Regions from separate parts of the Muntiacus reevesi genome. Here region 2 is linked to region 1. Evidence: chromatin contacts called from public Hi-C data. All regions are on one chromosome and are shown on one strand. The core of a region is the stretch at or near the end of the contact, and the rest is flanking DNA. Distances in the headings are between cores, read along the strand shown.

The links. A called contact is a pair of places that touch in the nucleus more often than the background predicts.
Region 2: a Hi-C map of blood shows a contact between it and region 1, with 2.6 times the contacts expected there. The contact joins the promoter of SGPP1 here to the promoter of PPP2R5E in region 1. A contact is called at or near these places in 2 of 3 Hi-C or Micro-C datasets (blood and muscle).

The regions. Positions count from the first base shown.
Region 1 is chr7:72,832,114-72,838,265 of mMunRee1.1, reverse strand. PPP2R5E (protein phosphatase 2 regulatory subunit B'epsilon) reads left to right here and starts at 3,797. Exons shown (of 14, transcript XM_065940140.1): 1 at 3,797-4,409.
Region 2 is chr7:73,000,247-73,006,398 of mMunRee1.1, reverse strand. It overlaps SGPP1 (sphingosine-1-phosphate phosphatase 1), which reads left to right and starts at 3,832. Exons shown (of 3, transcript XM_065941114.1): 1 at 3,832-4,713. The coding sequence starts at 4,018.

The DNA.
Region 1 (6,152 bases), core at 2,548-5,047:
ATTTCTTTAGTTCACCCGAAGATGACAGCCTACATCTTCCAGTCTCATCACATGGTCAGCTCACTAGTAGATTCAAGATAAGCTCAGCCTTGGTCTGGGAACTGAACGCTTCCATCTGATACGACGCACAGTATTTTGTCACTTGGTGATGGCTTCCCAGACAACTATAATGTATTTCTTTGTTGTTGTTTGTTTTTATATTTCTTTTTGTGCAGAGTAGATGTCTCCAAGCTTTTTTGATCATTCATTACCATCAGCATATTTTAGGGGAGCAATTATTAACCAAATATATGTATATTTATTTATAAAGTATATACATATGCTACCAGCACTAGCTAACAACTCAATTATATGTTCAGGATGAAGTTCATTGTTAATGACAGTGGATATAAATCCACATTCAGAATCTTCTTGATGAGTTTGGTATTTTTTCAAGCCAAAATTTGGTTGAATACTTTGTATTAATTTTGAAATGTAGCTGCCAAAAACCTGATACTAGAAGATGTGTCAGTTCTGCCATTTGCTTGTTTTCCTGTGGTTTCATTGCAAAGAACCCTGTAAAGCAACTAGGATATTTTCTATGGATTAGTTAGGAAATGACAACCCATTCCAGTATTCTTTTGCCTGGGAAATCCCATGGACAGAGGCAGGCTACAGTCCTTGGGGTCACAACGAGTCAGACATGACTGAGCAGCTGAGCTCAAACATGAGTTTCATTAAACCTAGGTAATATATTCAGTAACTTCTCTTAACTGAACCAAACAAACTGCAATAAGTCACTACATGTTGACAGAGACTGACTGAGTGGGACTACCACCGCAAACCGCTGAAAATGGATAACTCCCACTTTTCCTTGAGCACATCTCCTGTGCTGTTCTAGGCCAAGAGATCATTCCATTGACTGGGTGCAGGATCACTCATTATATATATCAAATATTATGTAGAATGTTATTTTTTGATTAGAACTAGGCATAAACAGATGTCTCCATACTTTTTTCTCCTGCAACCCAAATGAACTGGGTTGACTTTATTTTTTTTTTACCAGGGAAGTCTTGGGTTGACTTTAAAAATAGTCACAACCTAAAAGTTGAGAGTTATATTTTATCTGGTGGGAATTTTTAGGACTTTAAGCCCAGGGAAACAGCATCTCAAGTGACCCTGAGAGAACTGCTCTGAGGGTGGGGGGAGGAGTCAGGTTATATAGAATTTTCCAACAATAAGCAGGTGGTTTAAACATCAAAAGATTATTGTTAACTAAGGAAAACCAGTTATCTCATGAGTTTGAGTAAACTCTGGGAGTTGGTGATGGACAGGGAGGCCTGGCGTGCTGCAGTCCATGGGGTGGCAAAGAGTAGGGCAAGACTGAGCGACTGACCTGAACTGAACTGAAGATATCTCAAGTTAAGGAATTTAATGCTTTTCTATATATGGGAAGATGGAGAGTCTGGGTTCACTGAAATCACTTCTTCCACTTGCATCTCAGCTATCTGGGGCCAGTATCCTGCATTTTTTGCATCTTCCCGCCCCCACCCCCCTCCTGCCCCTGCCCCCATAGCTCCTCAGTGCTTATCTAGGGAATGACTGCAGCCTGGGAGCTTTCTGGGGGCCCTCCCAGCTCAGCAATTCACACTTGGAGGGCCAAAATCACTGATGGTTGTGACTCCTTGTTTACTGATACGGCAGGAAACACTCCATTTCTCAACTGCTTTGTACTTATCTGGAATATACATACTCCTTGGATGCGTGGACCTCCTTTAGAAAGTATCCGTTCAAGGAACAATCTCTCACACAGGCAAGGATTTTTCCATTTAAAAAGACCTACTCATTTCAGTTACTCAGCCATTTTATAGAAAGTGAAAGAGTTTTGAAATGAATTGTCTTTATAGAGATCCATAATTTGCAAGCAAAATCCCCACTCTACAAAATGTGAAATATTCTAAGCAACAGCTGTGAGCATTTCAAACAAGCACTACTCTTTGACAGTTCAATTGTTGCCAAGGGAAACTGAGTTGGTTTTAAAATCTTCCCTGGTTTAAATTCTGCATTTACCCTTAATCAGAAATTGAGCAAAGAAGTACTGCATGGCTGGGACACTGAATTTTTCATGAAGACTGGTATGGGAAATTGAGATGTGGAAATGCAAGTTTCTTGAAGGTGGGAGGAAGACTGGCATGCTAGCCAGTTTTATAATGCTTAGGGGAGATGGAACTTTTCAGCGCAAACACAGACACTATGTATAATGGCCAATCATCTGGAGCCAGTAGGGGAAACCCGCTTCCATCTAAGAGCACCAACTTTTTCGGCTTCCTATATCACTTACAATTTCTTTTAATGACAAATTTTTTTCATTCAAGACTCATTTCTGGGGATGTGCATAGAAATTTGCAACACTTGAGTGTTAAACAACACAAGAGAAATAAAAGCATTTTTTCCCCCCTGCTGTCAGTTGTATGCATGGTACAGTTTTACTTACATGCAGTTCTACTTCCTAACTATGGAAAACATGATATAATGCCAAGTGGAAAAATTAAAGTCTACAGAACGGAACACACAATTCTAAGGAAGAAAATGCTGGAGAGAAGTACACCAAAATGCTAACAGTGGTTGCCCCTGGGTTGAATGATTCTAAATGTTTTTTTTTTTTTTTTCCTTTTTCCAAGTTTTGAATATTTGGTACCTTGGCATTTGTACTTCAGAATTTTTTTTTTCACCCTCTCAAAAGACAAATGTAGCATGCACTCAAATAGAGCAACGGTTCAAGAATATTCTCTGGTAATGCACCACTTCGCCTGTTGTTCAGTCACTCGGTCGTGTCCGACTCTTTGCGACCCCATAGACTTCACCACTTGGCCTAGGGCTCACCAAGAATGCAACCATGCCTCTAAATATTTAATCACTTGTTCTAGCTAGAGTTAAGTGAAGCCTTCACCACAAACTCTTTCGGATCCAACTTGCCAATTAAAAGCTCCCAAACTCCCACAGTTTGGAGCTGGGTTTCCCTGAGTTCTGTGCAGCGGGTGAGCCCAAGCGGCTGTTCTCGGTAAACGATCTCGGGGCTTAGAGACAGCGTTCCCACCTGCGCCCGCCACACCGACCTGGCCCCAACCAGGCTTGCAGCAGCTCCAGGGAGCTGACATTCAAAACAGAGGTTCAGGAAAAAGGAGACGAGGACGAGAGAGAATTCGAAGCGATATCCAACCCTTGGCCAGGCCCCAGGGGTTCGGATTTCGGTGCCAGGCCTCCCACAAGGTGGAGCGGTGAGCGACTGCTGGGGGTTTACGGCCGCAAGGCGCGAAGGGCCCATCTACACGAGCAGCGGCGCTGGTTCCCGTCGCGAGTGGCCTATTCGAGCCCAGACGGTCCAGTCTCGCGGCTGAAAGGGGCGGAATCGAGGACCGGATTACCCGACCCTTGCCCTCGGAATCCTCAAGTTGCAGACGACCACCGCCCAGAGGTTCCGCACTGCACGGAAACCCTTCGTATTTATGTCAGCTGCACACCTCCTGAGCTTTAGCAGCTCCAGTTAGGCCTAGTCGCTGAAGCAGTTCTCTTCCTCACCCTACCCTACCGCTTGGCGGAAGCGGCGGCCGCGCGGCCTGAGAACGCGGCTGCATCCGGGTTCCTCTCGCCTTAGTCCAATCCCCGGTCTCCTCTCTTCCCACCCTCCTGTTTCTCCGCCCCCCCGCCGCCAATCCGCGATCGGCTCTCAACCGAACTTGCTGACAGGGGAGTGAAGGCGGACGCCGACCAATGAGGCCTCGCTTCCCGTTTGAAGTCTCCAGTGAGTGGGCGCCGGAGGCGGGCGCTGCTGGCGAGAAGGTTCGGTTGCGCGTGTGCCATGGACTCAGCCGCCCGGTGATATTGACAATAGGAGAGAGAAAGGGGCATTGACGGGGACCCACCGCTGGTACCGAACGGCGGCTCTGGCAGCGGCGGTTCCAGCCCCAGCGACTCCTCCTCTTTCTCCTTCCTTCTCCTGCTGCCGCTGCGGCTTCAGTCTTCCTCCCTCCCTTCCCCCCTCCCCTCGTCGTCGCTTCTGCCGCCGGGTCCGAGGCAACGAGCAGAGGCGCCGCCCGCCGGGAATGTGAGCGAGGAGCCACCGGCGGAGCCGCAACGGGGTCGGTGCCGATTTGATGGGACGGGCCCGCGGGGGAGGATCGTGAGGCCGCCGCCGCCGCCGCCGCCGGAGCGCTGAGGTTCAGGTCCGGCTGTGAGGCCTAGAGGCGCCGCCGCCGCGGAACCGGAGGGACGCCGCGCCGGACAGCCGTCGCCCCGGGCTCCCTGCCGCTGTCCGGACCTCCCCCTGCACGTCCCAGTCCCGCCACCCGCCCCCGCTGCGGCCCTCTTTCCCGTCTCCCGCCCCTCCGAAAGCACAGATCATCTTTGGATTCTTCTCCAGAAGCTTCAAGGTAACTTCGTCCCTCCAGCTCCGCGGCTTGTCTGCTTTCCTTTTCTCCTTGCTTGCCTCTTCCCCGTCCTCCTGGAGAACCCGCAGGGCACCGGCCTCGGGAAAGGCCTGACCCGAGCTGGCGAGGGGTGCGGTGGGATGAGGTGCGGGAGAGGGAGCGCCGGTCCCACTTGTCTGATTTACCTGCAATTGCTTCTGATGTTATCTCTCCTTGTTTGCCCCCTCCCCCCCTTTTTCTCCACCTTCCGGCACTGGAGGCGTATTCTTGTCCCCCTTTATCCACTGACGGAGGCGGAGGGGGGAGGAAAGGGGGATTGGTGTAGTGAGAAGGATTCTGTAGCAGCTTAGCTTCTCCAGGGCTTGGGGTGGTGGGGGGATGGGGTGGGTGGGAGCAAAGGGAGTATGTGAGCATCCCTACAGACCAACCCCTTGTCTGTCTTTCTCCTCCACCCCAGCACCCACTTTGGATTATCCTGAGCCTTGGAAATGCCCCGTGCCCGCTGCTCAGAGGATGATAAAGCTTGGGCGCCCTAGTCCGGGGCGAAACCTGTTTCCCCGGGCTTTGCACCGACCCGCTGTTACTGCACGTTCAGTTCTGCAGCGCTTTAGGGTTGAGATCCTTGACGTTTATCCTGGGCCGCGGGCATAAGGGTCAAGTGATTAAAAAAAATTTTTTTTTTTTTTTTTGCTACTAGTAACTTATCTCTAAGATAAGACGTGAAGAATAAAGGGGAGACAAAACGAGTGATGGAGGAACAGGATTTACGGAAATTTTGTGTTGTGAGGGTTACATGTAATCTAAATAACTCACATACCAGATTGGAAAAACTGCCCCTAAATTTACAACATACAGATGTGATGTGGAGCTTGTTGTAGATGCAGTCATTATGAAAATTTAATTTTAAGTGATCTTCTCCTACAGTCATTCATGCTTTGCAATTATCTATCACATTGTGTTTGAGGCTAAATTAGGTAGATTGCTAAAAAACTTTTTTTTTAAAAAGAGAGCCAGACGGGACTTCAGCATCCCAAACCTCAGCAGTATAAGGTTTTGTTTGTTCTTGGTTTCTGTTTTTGTTATTTTTGCTCTGTCAGAATCCAGCTAATCCAGGTAACTTTTTATTCTCACACGTTCAGGAAGAAACTCCCTTACTCTTTTATTTAGAGGTTAAAAACCGCTCCTGTTATGTAGGGATGACAGGTGAGTGATTGCATTTCAGCATTTCCACTATATGCCTTATTTCTATTCAGGACTGCCATTCATTTTGCATGGGGCATGGTGGAGCCTCGGTGCCATGGAAATGAGGGCATCTGTTTAAATTGGTGAATGAAACTGAGCTTAATGCTTTTTACTTTTAGGAAATAGCCTTCATTTTAATAATTTGAGAAGGTTAAAAAAAAAAAATCTCAAGGAACTGTTCTGTTCCATTAGTTTACGGAATGAAATTAATATTTGACGATGAACTTCAAGGGAACTCAACTTTGTTGCCTAAGTAGACTGTGATTTTAGGTTTTTGCATCAATTTTGCTGCATGATTTCATCATAGTTTTTAAGCTTTAGTAACATCAGATGGCTTCATTCAGAAAGAAGACTTCTTTGAAATGATTTTAATTATGCCCTTTATGTGTTCTGTTTAAAGTAATCTAGCCTGTCATTGGTGGTATGGTGTCGTTTATCTTAGCTAGCACATTGCATTAAAAAGTCATGCCTTGGTAGTTCAGAATTTGTAAATTTCACCTTGCT
Region 2 (6,152 bases), core at 2,583-5,082, 170 kb before region 1:
CATTTGGCAGAAACCAACAGTTCTGTAAAGAAATTACCCTTCAATTAAAAAATAAACTAATTGAAAAAAAAAAGACATTTGACTTTGCAGGCAAGACACTGAATCACACCGAGAGTCATATCTTTACTTGGCAGAAATATATTTTTCTTTTAAAAAATGTTTATGCTTTATTTTAAAAATACTTGCCGCAGAATATTTAAATTTGAATTTTTATACAATTAAATTTCCATTAAGTCCTAAGATGTTCTGTTATGAAAAGATTGGAGTGAATGTGAATAGAATCCACCAAAACTACTATTTTTTTCACTGTGGTGCTTTGGTTTACAGCTAAGACCTTTTCCTTATCATTAACAGAATTATTGCACTAGTAGGAGAATGCTAGCCCCTTCAAGTTTGGTCAACTTGCATTTTTTTTCCTCCTCAGTGCAGTCATAGGCCAAATTCCCATTCCCCCATCATCTCTGTTTCTATTACCTTTAAAGGGAATATTGCATTCTGACAAAATCTATCAGTGCTGAAGGAGTCATAATTTAGCCACAGGATATACAGACATTCCCTGGTTTGTGATGGTTCGATTGAAGATTTTTTGACTATGTGATGGTGCAAAGGTATTACACATTTAGTAGACACCATCCCTCAAATTCTGAATTTTGACAGTTTCCAGAGCTAAGGATAAGCAGTACAAAAGGCTGGGCAGGGCAGGGGAGAGTAGGGAGCTGCAGCTCTTAGTCAGCTACTAGATGACAAGGGTAAATAACTGAGACACTTATAACCATTCTGTATCCACACGGCCATTCTTTTTTTCACTTTCACTGCCAGTATACAATAAATTACATGAGATACTCAACACTTAATTAAAAAACAGGCTTTGTGTTAGGTGATTTTGTCAACTGTAGGCTAACCTAAGCGTTCTGAGCATGTTTAAGGTAGGCTAGGCTAAACTATATTGATAGGTAGTTTAGGTGTATCAAATGCATTTTTGACTTAGGATGTTTTCAGTTTATGATGGGTTTATCAGGACCACCATTGTAAATTGAAGATCTGTAAAGATCACCTTCTACTTTGTTTTCTATATTTTCTTTTTTCCCTGCTATCTTTAGACTAATCCCCAGAATCAAAAATTTCTTGGATGCATCTGAATAATTCCCCTCTGAACAAATTATTTCATAGAAAAGCATGTGTAAACTGCCTCACAGACATTTCTCTCTACAAAGTTGCTCCTTGACTTTAAACACCAGCTAATCATCTGTTTGACAGAAGCAGTCAGAGCTATCCCAATGCCACCTTCCTGTCTCTCATTCCACATAGTGATTGCTTGTATCTCACTTCCTAGAACTGCTTATTATGTTTGGCTTTACATCTTTGAATATATTTGCATGTTTTCTCTTGTTATGTCTTCCTCATTAAATTAGAAATGTCTCAATATTAGACACAATATTTTCCAACCAGGGATGGACTATTATTTGCCTGCAGAGTTATGAATTTAAATGTAGTGAGTAGTTAAAGTCGCTCAGTCCCGTCTGACTCTTTGCGACACCATGGACTATAAGCCCACCAGGCTCCTCTGTCCATGGAATTCTCTAGGCAAGAATACTGGAGTGGGTTGCAACACCCTTCTCCAGGGGATCTTCCCAACCCAGGGATCGAACCTGGGTCTCCTACATTGCGGGCAGATCCTTTCAAATCCCTTTCTTCCAATTCTCAGAATCTGATTCTAGTTGAGGCACTCACTCTCTCACTTGGTTACTGTAATCATCTTCTAATGATTTAACTGGCCTCTGGTCTCTGACCTGTGGCAATTCACCATTGATTTCCTTCCTAGTCCTCTTTCTAAGCACAGCTCTAATGGTGTTAGTGCCAAGCTTAAAGGCCTTTGATGGTCCCGCACTGTTTACAAAGGCTTCCCAGGTGGTGCTAGTGGTAAAGAACTCGCCTCCCAATGCAGGAGATGTAAGAGACACAGATTTCCTTCCTGGGTTAGGAAGATCCCCTGGAGGAGGGCATGGCAACCCACTCTAGTACTCTTCCCAGGAGAATCCCATGGACAGAAGAGTCTGGTGGGCTTCAGCCCATAGAGTCACAAAGAGTCAGACATGACTGAAGCAACTTAGCATGTATGCACTGCTTGCAAAATAAAATCCCCAGCCTTTACAATCTGATTCTAGCTTCCCTTTCTAACCCCATTCCAGTCATTTACCCTTCCTACTCTGTATTTTATGAGCTATTAACTGTTTACCAAATGTCTTTGCACATTTCCGTCCGTCTTTATTCATTTTCTCTTTTCCAAAGATGGGCTTCTCCCAACTATTCATATCTCACTTTTCAATTATGATCTAGCTTAATAGGATCACCTCAACAACTTTTCCTAATCAACTTGTTTCTCCTTTCCAGAGCATGTTGTTTACGACTCAGTTTTAGCACTTACCATCTGCTCTATACTCCAGAGGGGGATCTATCTCTGTCTCCTATTTATCTTGTGAGCGACTTGAGGGGATGGGTGATGGTTTATTCATCTTTCTATGGGCACAGCCTGGCAAGTGGAGTTGGAGGAGAAGAATCATTCTCCCTGGGAAAGAAGAAAACACAACATTTCTAATGACATAAAGGAGGGGAATTTTCCAGCCTGTTTCTTGGAAGAAGTTCAAATTTTTAAATTTAGACATTCACTGTACCTGAAATAACTTCCTGGAACTAGAGTTCAGAACCCTTCTTATAAAAACCATTCTTTCTAGAAGTCAAATTTGTAACTTGTGGGACATGAAAGTTAAGTTTCTAAACCAGCCTTATCAAACTCAGAAATCTACCCCCTGAGTTCAGTTGCCAATTACATATCCTCTGTGCAACCCTGCTAGCTCTTAGAATTTATCAAACGGAAATTCTACAGGTAGGTTAAGAATAACTGTGATCTGGTAACTTAGACAAAAATATTTGTTAAATTCAAAACCAAACGGAGACTAGTCTTAATCCCTTGGGCAGACGAACCCAATTTAGACATTTCTTGCTTACGCCTTTGGAAATACTAAGCAAAATTTGAACTGCTTCTCAAGGCTGAAATGAGGTAACCGCTGAAAATTCTATTATAACTAATCACTATGAAGAAGAAAAAAATCACTACCTTATCACCATATAAGCTGCTTTATAACAACAATATACCCCGATGCCTCACTCCGTATCTTGGTTTGAGTGATCCTAGTTGACAAACTGTCTCTTTGGTGTGTGCACAATATCCATTTACTAATTACTACTTCAGCGATTTATTGGTTTTACTTCGTCTATTTCTGAGCTTTTGACAACCAATGACACGCTGCTGTCCTGGGACCTATATCTACTCTCGTCACCACCAGTCAACTGGCACGTGGCTTTAAAGACAGCTCCGTAATTACTTGTAATTCTTGGAGTGCGTGGCAGTTACTTCGCTTTCGTTCACCATTCACCATTTGATTCTGTGCCAGCAGGATGTCCGGGTGCTTGGCCACTGGCACCGCCGAACCTGGCACTGGGATCGTGGCCTTTCCCAGTCAACGCCGGACCGAGAGAAGTCGGCAACCCCAGCCAGCAGGGAGCGAGGGCTGAGGTTGAAGAGGGGCGCGCAAAGTCCGGCCCTCCGAGCGCCGCGACGCCTGGTGGGTATTAATAAGGAGAACCTCCAGGCCGCCGCCCTGCAGAGCCTCGGCGCCCTCACGCCGCCCGGGTGCGCTCGAGGCTGACCCGCGCCGCCGGGCCCACTTCTAGAGCGGCCGCGGGGGCGGGGCCCGGCGGGGCGCGCGCCGGCGCGTGGAGGCCGGGGCGGGGGCGGGGCGCGCGCGGCGAGGGAGGGGCGAGCGGGGCGGGGGCGCGCGGCGGCCGCTGCGGCCTGTGGCGCCGTCACCCGGCAGAACCCAGCTGGTGGCGGGAGGCGCCGCTCGCCTTGCCGTTGCCGCTGCCGTAAGCGCGCGGAGACGGATCGGGGCTGCGCCAGGGGCCGGCCCACCCTCGCGCCGCCGTCCTTCGGCCCGCGGGCCGCGCCGTTCCGTTATCATGTCGTTGGGGCAGTGGCTGGCCCAGCTGGTAAGCAGTTTGCAGGACCCGCAGAAAGTGGCCCGTTTCCAGCAGCTGTGCGGGGTGGAAGCGCCGGCGAGCTGCACAGCCGCGGCCGCCGCCGACCCGAGGGAGGATGAGAAGGCGGAGGCGCACCTCGCCGGAGAATCCCGGCGCAGAGAGCGGCAGCCGGGGGCGGCCGGAGGGCCTCCGCCGCCCGGGAGCGACCGCAATCAGTGCCCGGCCAAGCTGGGCGGCGGCGGCGCCCCCAACGGCGTGCGGAACGGGCGGGCGACCGAGGTGGGCCAGGCCTCGCCCCGGCGCGCGGGGCTTCTGCGCCGCAACTCGCTGACGGGCGAGGAGGGCCAATTGGCCCACGTGAGTAACTGGCCTCTCCACTACCTGTTCTGCTTCGGCACGGAGCTGGGCAACGAACTCTTTTACATTCTGTTCTTCCCCTTCTGGATCTGGAACCTGGACGCCCTGGTGGGCCGGAGGCTCGTGGTCATCTGGGTGCTGGTCATGTACCTGGGCCAGTGCACCAAGGACATCATCCGCTGGCCGCGGCCCGCCTCGCCACCCGTGGTCAAGTTGGAGGTTTTCTACAACTCCGAGTACAGCATGCCCTCCACCCATGCGATGTCCGGCACCGCCATCCCCGTCTCCATGGTCCTCCTCACCTACGGCCGCTGGCAGGTAAGGGTCCCGGTCCTCGCCCCGTGCAGCCTCCGAGCCCTCGTTGCCCTCCGCGGTCGTTTGATTTTGGCCATTCTCTTCGCAGACTTCTCTTCCCGCAGGTTTTCACAGTGCCCCCCCCCGCCCCGCGCCAAACAGGCCCTTTCTAGCTTAAATAATAATAATAATGAAACGGTGGGGAAAACCTAAGACTTAGACATCAAACTCCATTTTACTAGTAATGCTTTTCTTGGAACCTGATGGAAATACCGTTCGTGGAGTAATACATTATCATCGGGCTTTAGTTGAGTTGATAAACGGTTTTTAATTCTTGTGATGCACAGACTATCATTATGATTAAGTATATCGTGCTTATAATTAATCGTTGGGTGACTAAGATTCACCCGTTTTATACGGTGCCTTTCCCCAGACTGATTGCTGTTTCAGGCGTAGGTAAAAGTCATTGACTTTTGCTAGAGACAGTGTTTGTAAAATAAACATGGTCATTCAGGCAATGAAGTAATGAATTTTAAACGAAAGCCACCCTGTGGAAGTTAATGGAGCACCGCCTGAGTGCTCTTTTTAAGGGGTGTGGTTGCTAATTTGCTGATAGACACAATTTAATTAGCTTTTGGATCACTGATCTGTACTGTCAATTGTTGAGCTACAGTATGTTGGATTAACTTTGCAAATACTTGGTTTTAGTTGTTCTTAAAAGTAGGGATCTTGGTCAGACCAGCGGGTTTGTAAAAATGATAAATATGACAGCCTGACAGCCAGGGATGAGTGAGTTTTTAAACAGTAAACTTTTATATTTTGCGTACTGCTTCTGGCCTCCCACTTTTCAGTTTTTCGTGGTCTGTATATGCAGATTTTAAAGCTAGTTCTTTTTTATATAGAAGCAAAATTTATTTTTAGACTGATGTCTGTTTTATCTGTCAATTTAAAATTCTGAACTGAAGTTCAGTTGGTTTACAATGTTGTGTTAGTTATCGGTCTTTTAAATTGTAAGGAGGTTTGTTCGTTCTGCAGACCAGTCCCTTAATTTAAGAATAGAGTTAATAACTATGAAGAATCTGAGGAATCAGACTTCTTGATTTTTTTTCCCCCATCACAGCACAAAATTATCTTCTACTGAGAAATACACATCCTGTGTAAACTCTGTTATGGTAAAGTTACCTATCTCAGACTTAATTTCAATATAGATAAACCCTTGTCCTTATAGACACTTCTGGGCAGTGCATCTCTTACAGACCGTGGAAAATGTGTAATGTGTGTAATAAGAATGGCAGAATTATGAGGGAAGAGTACCATGAAAGTTTTTTCTTTTTCCCTATGCAACCTAAGGAGTTATACAGTAATGTTCAGATTGTAAAGTAATGCTGCTTGTTTGCATAATAGGTAAATATCTCAAATGCAGTTAATCTAAATACTTCAGAGTTTACTATTGTCATTGAGTT